2 separate regions of the Rattus norvegicus genome follow, and region 1 is linked to region 2. A link is a contact called in public Hi-C data. All regions are on one chromosome and are shown on one strand. Each heading gives the region's core, a stretch centred on a gene start, on an enhancer-like site or on the middle of the called end of the contact. The rest is flanking DNA. Distances are from core to core; before and after follow the strand shown. Region 1 holds the start of App (amyloid beta precursor protein). Region 2 overlaps App (amyloid beta precursor protein).

Evidence for each region. Hi-C and Micro-C count contacts between places; a contact is called where the count stands out from the background.
Region 1: a contact with region 2 is called in a Hi-C map of prefrontal cortex, with 1.8 times the contacts expected there. The contact joins the promoter of App here to the enhancer-like site in region 2. A contact is called at or near these places in 3 of 12 Hi-C or Micro-C datasets (mammary epithelial cells, prefrontal cortex and psoas muscle).

What each region holds. Positions count from the first base shown.
Region 1 is chr11:37,720,120-37,726,757 of GRCr8, forward strand. It overlaps App (amyloid beta precursor protein), which reads right to left and starts at 2,719. Exons shown (of 18, transcript NM_019288.2): 1 at 2,639-2,719. The coding sequence starts at 2,695.
Region 2 is chr11:37,680,760-37,686,900 of GRCr8, forward strand. All of the region lies in intron 1 of App (amyloid beta precursor protein), which reads right to left. Among named protein-coding and RNA genes, the nearest start is that of App, 39 kb to the right of the region's middle. Within about 2 kb of position 1,617, at least 17 of the 93 cell types and tissues checked have an H3K27ac peak or open chromatin away from gene starts, as enhancers often do.

The DNA of each region.
Region 1 (6,638 bases), core at 1,469-3,968, 40 kb after region 2:
AATTTACTTTTGTGATCCTGAATATATCTGTTCATTTCCTAGTTTCCATCTCTTAATTGCTTGCAGTCTTACAAGTGTAATGAGAGACGCTATCGCTTGGGGTGACAAGAAGCATTTATAGCCTGCCAGTATCATGGCTTCCCACTGACAAGCAGTAACCGGTGACTTCTGACGGATCCCCACCAAAAAATCCTCAGCTTCACTGTTCTCTGAGGAGCCTCCTACCCGTCAGAGCAAGCACTACTCTCCAGTACTCGCAGTAGCTTTCCAGACAGTGAAGGAACCACTACAACCAAGGCAAGTTGATAGTTATCAGCTCTAGGCAAGCCAACAGGACGAGTCCATCGCGGTTTGCTAAATGCTCGCCTCCGTTCGACAAGCTGGGAGAAAAGAAGAGGCCCCCATCGTCATTACCCTCGTCCACATGGATTCTTTTACAGAGCCACCTGCAGCAGACGGATTTTCTGCGATTTACAAAGGGCAGCCAACTCATAATTCTGTGGCTTCAGTGGACACAGAGCTGCAAGGACTGTCAAGCCTCATTAGGGTGAATTACCTTCCAGTGATTCACCAAAGGCACGAATGTAGCGCTCACGTTCACCCTTCAAAGGTGATAAATTCAGGATAATCTCCGAAGGTTTGGCAGAAAAGGGATATACAATCGCACAAGCCAAAACATAAATCCGGTTCATCTTGGCCTACACCCTGACTCTTTTTATACAAGTTTTTTTTTAAATGCTCAAGAAAAGTAAATATTTGAGTTTTGACATGAGTTCCAAAAATTAAAGTTATTCCTTTAATTACTTCGTCGCGTTTTTGTACAGTACGACAATTTGGAAAACCAAATGATTACACAAATAAAACCTGGGTCATTAGAGAAATCAGAATTTCCTTGATTAAATGGCTTTGATAAAATGGAACACTAAATTCTAAAGACTCTTAAAAGACCTGTTTTAACCAGTCTGAGGTGATTTACAGATTGTGAAGCCACTTGTGGGTTAAAAAAAAAATCAGAGGGGGTAAAGTTCAATGACCTTGTAAATTAAGAACTAAAAAATAAATAAATAAAAACCCACACTGGTGTGATAGCTTGTATAGCCCCCAGGAAATTACAGGATAACACTCGCCCGGAAATTGCTTTTTGGGAAAATTACTATGAGGTAGTGCGGAAAGAAGGGGACTATGGGGAAGGGATATTTGCAAATGCTTAGATGGTGAAAAGGGTACAAACGAAGAGAAATAAAACCAGCTGCCACGCAAACAACTTCCAGGCATCTCTGGATAAAAAGGAAAACAAGCCTTTTGCTGAATGCTGGAGAGTTGGATGAATGGAGAAGACTTGTTATACACCTAGTGGTGGGTGGATTTCATAGGCTGCAGCCTCCACACAGCTTTTCTTTGCTGCACTGCAGAGGCGCCATCTTCTCCGTCTTAATCTTCACCCTATTCAATCCTTTTATCTGAACCCCCTTTTTAAAAGGACCCCCGAGAACCCTCCCCAACATCCTGCGCCCCCCAGGGTGACTAAGCTAGAGTTCCCAGAACTGCCCCCTAAGGAGGCCGCACCTTAATCAGACAAACGCCTCCTTTGATGCACTGGAGCCCCAGCCTCGCCACCACCCGGCACTGCCCTTTCCAGACGCACGCCTCACTCTGGGCTCTCTCTCTGTCTCTCTCCCTGCGAGGACTTTGCAGTCCCGCACAGGATTGGCAGTAGGTGGTGGTGGTGCGGGGGTGGGAGACCACGGGGTCCCAGCAGCACCCCCAGGTCCTCGGGGGCAGACGCGCAGCGCGGGGAAAGGAGCCGCGGTGGCGCACAAACTATCACGGCTCCTCCACCGCGCCCTGGACGGTGAGGGCGGGGTGTCGCGGCTTTTGTTCCCGGGGACCTTCTTAGACTCAGGGAGAAACTGGAGGTGCATTGGAGAGTCCGGGACATCCAGGTTGAGGGACGGTGCAGGGTGGCCGCACTCTCCGATCTCTCCCATCACTTGGAACTTACACAAAAGGGAGACACGGAAATGCACAAAGTTTGCAAAAGGAAGGCGGTGCGAGACCCCGCGCCGACTCCGGAGAGGGTCGCTGCGCAGGCAGCCGCCGCCCGCTGCCGCCAGGAGCAAAGCCCAGCTTCGCAGTCAAGACAGGCGGGGGTGGGAAGGGAGAGTGAGCCAGGCGCTCCCCAGCATCCAGAGCTGCCCCCATTCCAACCCAGGACCCTAAGGAAGGGGAAGGGCGGCGATTTCCTCTCAGGGCACTGAATTATGAGACACTGCGCTTTCGGTTTGCCACATGTGTCCCCCTTTCCCCTCGAACTGGGTGTCTCTCGTATCCCAGACACCCGATCTCAAGGCAGGGAGGAGTCAGGGTCTGCATTCAGGCTCGAACCCCCCGTCCTCCGGCTGGCACGGATGTGGGGAGCCCAGAGCCTCACCCGCTCCCTCTTCATCGGTCCGGTAGCGCGTCCCCCGGCAGGGTTGGGCCAGAGACGCCGAAGCGCAGGGCGCCCGCAGGCGGGGGAGGCTAGGAACGGTCTACCAGTGACAGTCCCCCGCATCTCAAGATTCAAGCTCCTTGATGGGGAGGATCGTGTCCTCCGGCTCCCGCCACCCCCGTCTCGTTCCCAAGGCGCGGCACCCACCTCCAGAGCCCGAACCGTCCAGGCGGCCAGCAGGAGCAGTGCCAGGCTGGGCAGCATCGTGATCCTGCGTGGGCCACCGACTGCTCCGTGTGCAAGTGGAAGATCCGCCGCACCCTGACTGTGTCCGCGTCGTCGCCGCCGCCGCCGCCGTCTCCGGTGGCCCCCGCGCTCTCTCTGCTCCTAGTGCTCTCGCCTCCCGCCGCCGAGGAAACTGACAGAGCTGGAGCGCGGCGGCGGGGCTGGCAGCCGGGAGAGTCAGCTGATCCCGCCCACCCGGCTTGCCACCCGAGAGAGACCCCTAGCGGAGCCCCGGGGAGCTGCGCCCGAGCGCAAAGGGAGGCGACAGGGAGCCCACAGGTGCGGCGTCTTGGGCACCAGCTAAGGAACCCGAGCTTCCTCTGGGGTCCAGGAACCAAGGGAGGAATGATCTGGGTCAGGGAGAGGGGTCCGCAGTCGGGGGAAGGTGAACCCTAGGACGTTAAGGTTCCAGGGAAATCGGGAGCGCTCTCGGCTCGTCCCCGCGAGCTTGAGTCATCCGACCCCGCAGGCCTCTCCTGAATGTGGTTGAAGAGCTACTGCTGCGATGCATGCATTTTTATCCGCAGTTCGTTTTCTCTATTTGGAGAGGTGGAGCGAGGCCGAGAACATTAGCAAAAGAAACAGGATATTTTTTTTTTTATTTTTTGGTAGGAGGACACCCAGCACCCTACTGTAACCTGGAATTTTTGTCGTTAGAATGCACCAAAGAAGGGCACAGGATGCAGGATGACCCATTTTTCTCTGTTTGAGGTTGGGGATGGGAGGTGGTTTTCGTTTTTTGTTTTCCTATTGTTATTGCATGTGTGCTTGCTTTGGGTAATTTCAGAGAAAGGATTGAAGGAGGCAGGGAGGTAAAATGTAACATGGAGGAGAGATCAAAGTTAAGTCCGAAAAGATACTGAGTGATGGCTCATCTTCGGCCTCTGTCACCAAGGACTTCTTCCTGGAACGCTGCTCTCGATCCTTTTTGGATCTGCTCTAAACCAGAGAGATGAGTCTTCATAAAGCCGTTTTCTCCTAGATTACACACAAACTTCCCAGTGTTAGAATCGCCTAAAACCATCCAGATGTGCTCCCAATCACAGCTACCTCCTGACATAACGTGGCTTCAGACTCCAAGCTCTGGGCCCTCCCTAGGCTAGCAGAGGGAGACAGGGGATAATACTAGGTGCATTTCTGGTTTGTAAGGCCACAACCTTTTCCTTCACCTGATGTGCTTGCTAGTTCGTTCTTTTAATAACTTGGCATGTGCTCTGGTCATCTGGGAAGGGAGGGATCTGAACTGAGAAAAATGCCTCCATTAGATTGACATGCTTGCAAATCTGTGGGGACATACTCTTGATTATTAATTGGTGTGGGAGACCAGCCCTGAGCAGGTGGTCGTGGCTTGTGTAAGGAAGCAGGCTGAACAAGCCAGGAGGGACAAACCAGTACACAGCTTCTGCCATGGCTACTGCCTCAGCTCCTGCTACAGGTTCCTGCCTTGAGTTCTTGCTCTGACTTCTGCTCCCAGTAGACTGTGATCAGAATGTGTGAGGTTAATAAACCCTGTCCTCAAGTTGCTTTGGGTCCTGATTTTCTTTGTTTAACTCTGCAATAGAAAGCAAGCTAGAAGACCTGCTCTTTCAGAGAGAGAGTAGAGACAGAGAGAGAGAGAGAGAGAAAGGGGGAGAGAGAGAGAGAGAGAGAGAGAGAGAGAGAGAGAGAGAGAGAGAGAGAGAGAGAGAGGAATCCCTGCAAGTGTGGTGGTAGGACTTGTCTCCACCCCTTCCTTTCAGAGAAGTCAGCACTGATCTACCAGCTTGCCTACAGACCATCTGTCTAACTCTGCAAATACCTTTTAGTATTTGTCCTGCATGTCTGTCCTTTGAGTGTCCTCAACAAATAACACATTTTTGCTCTGTGAAAATATTTGCTTTTCTTGTTTATGGCATTCATTTACTACAAAAGCCAAGCAAAGGATAGGGAGGTAGCTCAGTCAATAAAGTACTTATTATCCAAACACAAGGGCCTGAGAACAATCCCTGGAAGCTACATGAGTGTGTCAGCCATGCTAGCGCCTGCTTAGGAGGTACAGAAAGACAGACTTGGGAAAGGCAAGCCAGGAAAGAGATCCTGCTTCAAAAAAAATGGACAGCATCAGCATCTGAAGAACATCATATAAGGAAGACTTCCAGCAGGTGCGCGCGTGTGTGAGCGCGCACACACACACATACACAAATGCACACACACAGGCACATGCACACACACACATGCATGTGCACATGCACACATAGACATAGACACATATACATATGTGCATACACACATACACTTATAGATACACATATACATATACACTTACAGACACACACAGACATACACATATACACATACAGACTGACACATACCAACAGATATACACACATAGACACACATACACTTAGACACACAGACACACAGACACTTATAGACACACACATATACACACACATATGTGCATTTATAGACACATACACTTACAGACACACATATTGGACACACACACACACACACACACACACACACACTTAAATCCAAAGAACTCATCACTACCACCCCCAATTTAAAGATCAGGAGAACAGGCTGGGACTATAGCTTAACCATAGAGTGACTGGTTATTCAGTGCATAGAAAAGGCTCACCCCTCACCAGCCTTTTCCTGGCATCTGAAAGTTGGGAAAGGGAAAGCCAGAGGGCTGACACATCAGAACATGAAGGTGACGCAAAAGTCAGACCTACAAGAAAAAACATCTCAAAGAGAAACGAGACAGTGGAACTCAAACATCACACTCCTTCCCGAATACACTTGCTCATCATCACCATCTCCTGTCCGTATGGACAGAAGGGAACCCGAACCCCTAGGAGATGGAGAAGAACAGATCCAGCTCCAATTCTCGAGAGATCTTACAGGGAAATGAAAGGGTGACACCTTTCGTCCAAAATTAAACGTTTTTTTTATTATTAATTTGAGTATTTCTTATATACATTTCAAGTGTTATACCCTTTCCCGGTTTCCGGGCAAACATCCCCCTCCCCCCTCCCCTTCCTTATGGGTGTTCCCCTCCCAACCCTCCCCCCATTGCCGCCCTCCCCCCATAGACTAGTTCACTGGGGGTTCAGTCTTAGCAGGACCCAGGGCTTCCCCTTCCACTGGTGCTCTTACTAGGATATTCATTGCTACCTATGAGGTCAGAGTCCAGGGTCAGTCCATGTATAGTCTTTAGGTAGTGGCTTAGTCCCTGGAAGCTCTGGTTGCTTGACATTGTTGTACTTTTGGGGTCTCGAGCCCCTTCAAACTCTTCCAGTTCTTTCTCTGATTCCTTCAACGGGGGACCTATTCTCAGTTCAGTGGTTTGCTGCTGGCATTCGCCTCTGTATTTGCTGTATTCTGGCTGTGTCTCTCAGGAGCGATCTACATCCGGCTCCTGTTGGTCTGCACTTCTTTGCTTCATCCATCTTGTCTAATTGGGTGGCTGTATATGTATGGGCCACATGTGGGGCAGGCTCTGAATGGGTGTTCCTTCAGTCTCTGTTTTAATCTTTGCCTCTCCCTTCCCTGCCAAGGGTATTCTTTTTCCTCATTTAAAGAAGGAGTGAAGCATTCACATTTTGATCATCCGTCTTGAGTTTCGTTTGTTCTAGGGATCTAGGGTAATTCAAGCATTTGGGCTAAAAGCCACTTATCAATGAGTGCATACCATGTATGTCTTTCTGTGATTGGGTTAGCTCACTCAGGATGATATTTTCCAGTTCCAACCATTTGCCTACGAATTTCATAAACTCGTTGTTTTTGATAGCTGAGTAATATTCCATTGTGTAGATGTACCACATTTTCTGTATCTACTCCTCTGTTGAAGGGCATCTGGGTTCTTTCCATTTTCTGGCTATTATAAATAAGGCTGCGATGAACATAGTGGAGCACGTGTCTCTTTTATATGTTG
Region 2 (6,141 bases), core at 367-2,866:
CAGAAAGTTCTGGTAAGTTTATCAGTTTTAGATGTTAAAAAATAAAGAAGGGGAGTGATAAAACAAAAACACTGTACATCTGCCTTCAGGTTTCCACATGTACCTGCATGTTCAGGTACATACTACATGTGTACACGCAGAATGAGAGAGACAGAGAAACAAGACAAAGAGATGAGACACAAGACAGAGACCAGAGAGACAGAGAGAGAGAGAGAGAGAGAGAGAGAGAGAGAGAGAGAGAATATATCATATTACAGGTGATTAGGTGAGTCGGAGGGAAAGCAAGGATATTCCGTGAAACGCACCAAGACACTGCTGACCTCTTCATGCATGCACCGAGAAACACATGTACATGTTCATGTAAAGATACAAAGAAACCAGTGGTCAACTCGGGCAGGACAGGAGTGAACCTTCATTTGAGCATCGTCAAATAACCTGTGGCCTTAGGACTTCACCTTTCTATGTTGACCAGAATCACAGAGAAGAGTACTTCAGGATGAGAACACGAAACATTCTTTTACATGAGCAGAATGAATATTTACAGGATATCCTTTGGTGGTTTAGTTCTGTCATAACATTGTCTGCCGTTTGTTTCTCACTCTCATGGTATTGTGTTTTTATTGCTAGGGCTTTGGGTGGAGCAGACTCTGCCTTGTGAACCCAGCAAAGATTCAGGGCGAATATAGAGTTGGTGTGGAAACGCGTGATAACTTAAAAGCAGCATTCCTGATCATTGTTCAAGTGGCTTTCTGTTACCCTATCTCTCTTAGGGTAAGCCAAGATTATTTCTTCTCCAGGGTTGTAAAGAATACTCAAAGGTTTCTGTTTCAAGTTATGTGCTTGATAAGCTCGGGGAGACGATCCTTCTTAAATAACTTAGAGTCAGGCACTATCAAAGATGCACTCCCTTTCTATCGCCCTCAGCCATACAAAAGAAAAAAAAACCTTTTTCAAATTGCCACTCCTTTTGCAACAAACACTCTCAGAACCACAATGCTAAGGGGAAAACTGTAATTCTGAAAGGGATATAACAAGACTCTGTTTTGTGTTATGGGTGCAATTTAAAGTCGACAATGATAAAAGCAGAGAGTCTTCACTGCCAGAGAGCACCCAGCTAAACAATGCAAGTGCAGAGCGAAGGCTTGTATTTAGTTTGTAAAATACAAACAAGATAAAAGTTACCTCACCGCCTGTGACAACTTCCTTGCTCTCTACAACGCGCCTGTCTCCCTCCCACAATAAACACAAGAGCTAAAGAATACCTGGCGTAAAAAAAAATTAAAAAATGCAAAAAATGTCAATGTTGACGAAGGTGTGGGACAATATAAAATAAACCTCGGTGTAGGGATATGTAAGATTTTCATAGTGGGAGCAACTGGAGAAAAGAAAGCACAGAATTCACTCTCATCCCATTACCAATTGCAGCTGAACTTGGCCTGACCTCGGGCTCTTCCTAGAATATTCTAAGGGCAACAGCTCAAAAATGCAAGGGGATTTTTAAGCCAGGTGGCTCTGCTCACTTCCTGATGCTCTGACAGCGCATTCCTGAGAGGAGTCCCAGCAGCTTGTCCCACTGGACCCCAAGGATTGCACAAACGCAGTGGCCAGGCACATTTGTGAATGAAGCACCCAATCAGCGACTTTGTTTTGTTTCAGTTCTTGCAGCTGAAAAGCCTTCGGCTGCACATAGCCATCCTCAGAGATTTCAACACTTAAAGTGAAAGGCTAGTGAACAGAAATATACCTGATAATACGTTGAGGATGATACAGAAACCAACCGTTGACAGAGAAGCCAGACTCGGTGCTGGTGACTGTGGAGCTCTTGCCACTTCCAACAGACAACAGAATTATCTCTGTCAGAGGTGAAGTTTCAGGGAGGTACTGGCTTGGTGCCTTGGGGTCTGGAAAATGCTTCCAAGGCACTGAGCATAGACAAAGACAAAGAGTGTGGGGAGATCAACCCTAATGGTACAGATAGAGACAAGGCTCACCTCAAAAAAAGAAAGTACTGGAAGAATAAAGAAAAGCACAGGAAAGTGTGGGGAGGAGTCACAACATCTCAGGGTGAGCAGCTAGGCAGCCTTGACTGTGTACTAAAGGAAGATACACAGAACTTCTGCCCCAGCCCAGAAGAGAAGAGGATGAGCCAGCCCCTTCTTATCCTCTACAAATACAATACAAAAATGAATTATATTGCAAGGAAATGAACATAAGAAAGGACTCAGGAGGACATGACTGCTCCTAAGGATAGTGGAGGAGAAAGTTTACTGTAGCTATGAGGGAGAGCACAGCCAGAGGTGAAAACATCTGGGAGAGCACAGAGTAAAGATGAGCCCAGGCCATGTGAGGACAGCGGTGAAGGGAGAGGGGAGACCAGGACAATGAAAGGTCAGGAGGACACAAAAGGATCATTGGATCATACAGAAAAGAGCCACAGGGGAAAGGTAGCCCAACCTCTGGGCTGGAGAGTTCATGGGGAGGGACATGCCAGCAGTATCTTACAACAGGCAGGGATTGGGGATGCTGAGAACCCTTGGTGCTCAGTCCACTCTGATATGTTAAAAACCTGTTTGATTTGCCTTAAGGTGGTGGTGGTGGTGGAGGTGCTGATGGTGGTCGTGATAGTGGTGGTGGTAGTGGTTGTGGTGGTGGTGCTGGTGCTGGTGTTGTTGTTGTTGGTGGTGGTGGTGGTAAGAATTTGGCAGTGCCTTGTCTGTTGCCAGTGTAGCAAATTGGAGCCAGTGCTATTGGTGGTCAGGAGAGGAAGGTAAGTACCAATGTCCCCATACGTAAACACTTTCTGACTACATTAGCAGACATACTATTCTGCCTCTACTGCTATGAGGCCCACCGCACATGTGGCCTTCTCAGAGTCAGTCTAGGAGAGCAATCCATCCACACGGCATGGGCTTGAGTGATGAGACAGCATTTTGCTTCTTTCTCAAAAGCAAGCAACTGTTAACAGAGTGGAACAGTATTCCTGTGCGACAGGGGGAAGGACCTCTCCATTGTCACCATTGTCACCGTGTACTCCCTGTTCTCCAGGGATGTTCTGGCAGAGCTACAGAGGAGTAAGTCCTGAAATGACATCATTCTCTGGAGTATGAGAGGTGATGGGAAGATTTAAGGTCTACTAAGCAATCTATCCAGAGAGTGTTCACACACACACACACACACACACACACACACACACACACACACACGGGGGGGGGAAGGGGGGGAAGGAGGGAGAGAGAGAGAGAGAGAGAGAGAGAGAGAGAGAGAGAGAGAGAGACTGACTTCTGTTCAAATAAATCAAGCAAAACGCACAGCTGTGGTTTCTAAAAAATATGGCATGTGCATTTTCAATTGCTTTCTTCTTTACGGTGGTCATTCTCTGTACACCATCCTAAACCAGTCTAAGTAAGAAAAATGGAGGCAGTAATCAACAGGAACATGATTCCAGATCCTCGGGAAGATGGACTTTCAGCTCCCACAAAGGCTCCATTTCACACTCACAGTGTACTTTTCAGGGAACTTAGCACTGGTTCCACCTATGTGATTCAGCTGTGCAGTGGCTCTCGACTGGCTAACACACGTGGTTCTGAAATCACCTTGCCTCCAGAATTGTTCCCATGTGCAAATTCAAGGTCACTGGGATAGTTGGTCATCGCAATATCTACCATGTAGAAATTGGGGATCCCACACAGGCCACCCTCTCCCCATAAACCCCTCCAAATAGAGAATTAAGAAGTACTTGGCTGGAAAAATCTCAACAGTGTGTTGGCTGAAATTCTAACCTACGCTTTTTATCTTTAGGAGAAAACTCATTGATTATTTATCTCTGTATTTCTAAGATAATACATCAAAATTGGCTTTAAGACAGGTATAGTGGTAAAGCATGTGTATAGCATGCATGAAATTCTGGTCAATTTCCAATACCAGAACCAAATACCAACACATCCTCAAACACAGGTTGAGTCCAAGTGTCTCTGCTTCTAGTACATACTGAAAAATTAGTAATCCAAATGACAAGATGGGAACTTATAACTGAATCCTACAATATATATTAACTTTTTAAAGGGGGATATAACATTACAAATATATTACTCTGAACCCAATGACCCAAATTCATGAGTTAAAAAGCAGGGTAATCCCTTCAGTTCATGATCACACAGAATAGGTCATAATTACATCATATACAGTAATGAACAACCCCCTTTATTGTGTTAACTCTGTGAAGATCAACTTATAACTTGTCAGTTCACAGGATCACATTCAAGTGTCCTGGATTCCAAGATCAACACAGCCAGTTGGAATCTTCTCTGTCCCTAAAGACTTCCAAACAACTACTGTTTCTTCAAGTGCCTTAGACCAACTCAGAGAAGCTACGTCCCAGGAAGCTATTTGAATAATGTATTAACTGTTCTGAAACAACAATGATATGCACACATATCACTTGTATCATTTGATTATATAATGTAAAGCCCTTATGAAAACTTCTGAATTCAAAAATGTTTCCAGAAACTTCTCCATGTCATGCATCTTTAGTCAAGTTTAACCCATTACTGCCCATATCAAGAAAACTCAGAGTATTGGTTCAGGGTTCCTGTAGGAATTGGATAAAAGGACAGTCATGGAAGAGACTGGTATGTTTGTATCATGAGAAAAGGTCAGGGGCTGGAGAGATGGCTCAGTGGTTAGAGCACTGACTGTTCTTCCAGAGGTCCTGAGTTCAATTCCCAGCACCCACATGGTGGCTCACAACCATCTGTAATGAGGATCTGATGCCCTCTTCTGGTGTGTCTGAAGACAGCGAGAGTGTGCTCACATACATAAAATAAATAAATAAATAAATCTTTTTTAAAAAGGCACAATAGTATCCCTTCCTTTAAAAAAAAAGGTCATATTTGGAATTTAGCATTTATTAACTTGGAAGAGAGGGCCTTTTGATTTTAACCCTTAGTTCTTTCTCTCTAAAATAGTTAACAACACCAAACCTTATAGATCATGAAAATGAAAATTCAGTAATACACAGGCAATGAATACTGAGCATTTAAAAAAGTTACCCAGATTGACCAAACTTCTATTCAACAGGAAGGAAAAAAGAAGAAATATACACAGCGTGAGAAATCTCCTGACCCATCTATAGACACTGAGCTACTGAGTGTGGCGTGACTGAAGCCTCCTGAACACTACTGGCCCAAAGATGTTTGCTGTGTACTCAGGGAGCCTGAGAGATTTTCTGCTCCAAAGAAAATGCTGACTGTATAACCAGATATGACACACTGCTTTAAGGAATGTCTTATGCCACTTGAAATAGACAATCTTTCCTAATTTATCTGCAAGATGCCTGCCTGCCAACTTGTCTCTAAGAGACAAACTAGTAAGGACACTGCAGCTCATATGTCGTCACTCCCGGCTACGAAGCAGCAAGTGCAATGTGGCAGAGCTGACTCACCAAGTCCGCGTGGTATTTTAAACCATCTGCGAACTCTCAATTCACAGTTTAGTGGCAATGTGAGCTCTGGTGGCTAATACATGGTTGATGAACTTCCATTTTTGAGAGCTTACTCTCAGTGAATCACTAATTCTAAACGGGGTGAAGGAGCACAGTTCAAACTGTGAAGGGTGTCTTGGTTCATGTAGCTACAGCAATTTTTGTCCTTGGTCTGGACACAGTGGCCACCCATGTCTGTAGTTTTGAAAAAGACAAGAGGGCATGGGTTCAAGGCTTCATACCAAGATTCAGAAAAAAATAAAGTAAATAAAGTAAAATTGTTTCTTATGAAGAACTTCTCTTATGGACACTTTTTTAAAATATAAATTCATTAATACTAAATTACTAAATCGACTATTAAGTGGTTATCTATACTCAAAACAGCCGAGTGGTGTTTGAAGTTTTTAAAAGTATGACTCTACACCTGACTTAATTCCTAAATGAATATTCTCAAAAATGGTTTATAGAAAATGTCACTTCAAGGAGGGGGGATGCATTCTGTTAACAGACATGGGGAGAGGTTCCTTTGGGGTATCTGGAGAGTAATAGCATTGAGTCACTTTTAACCAAGCTTTCCCAAGTGTATTTGGTTAGGACCATTCGCACAGTAGCAGAGAGCTCACCCAGACCCCTCCATTACGTGTTCCTTTTGTGAAAGGGCA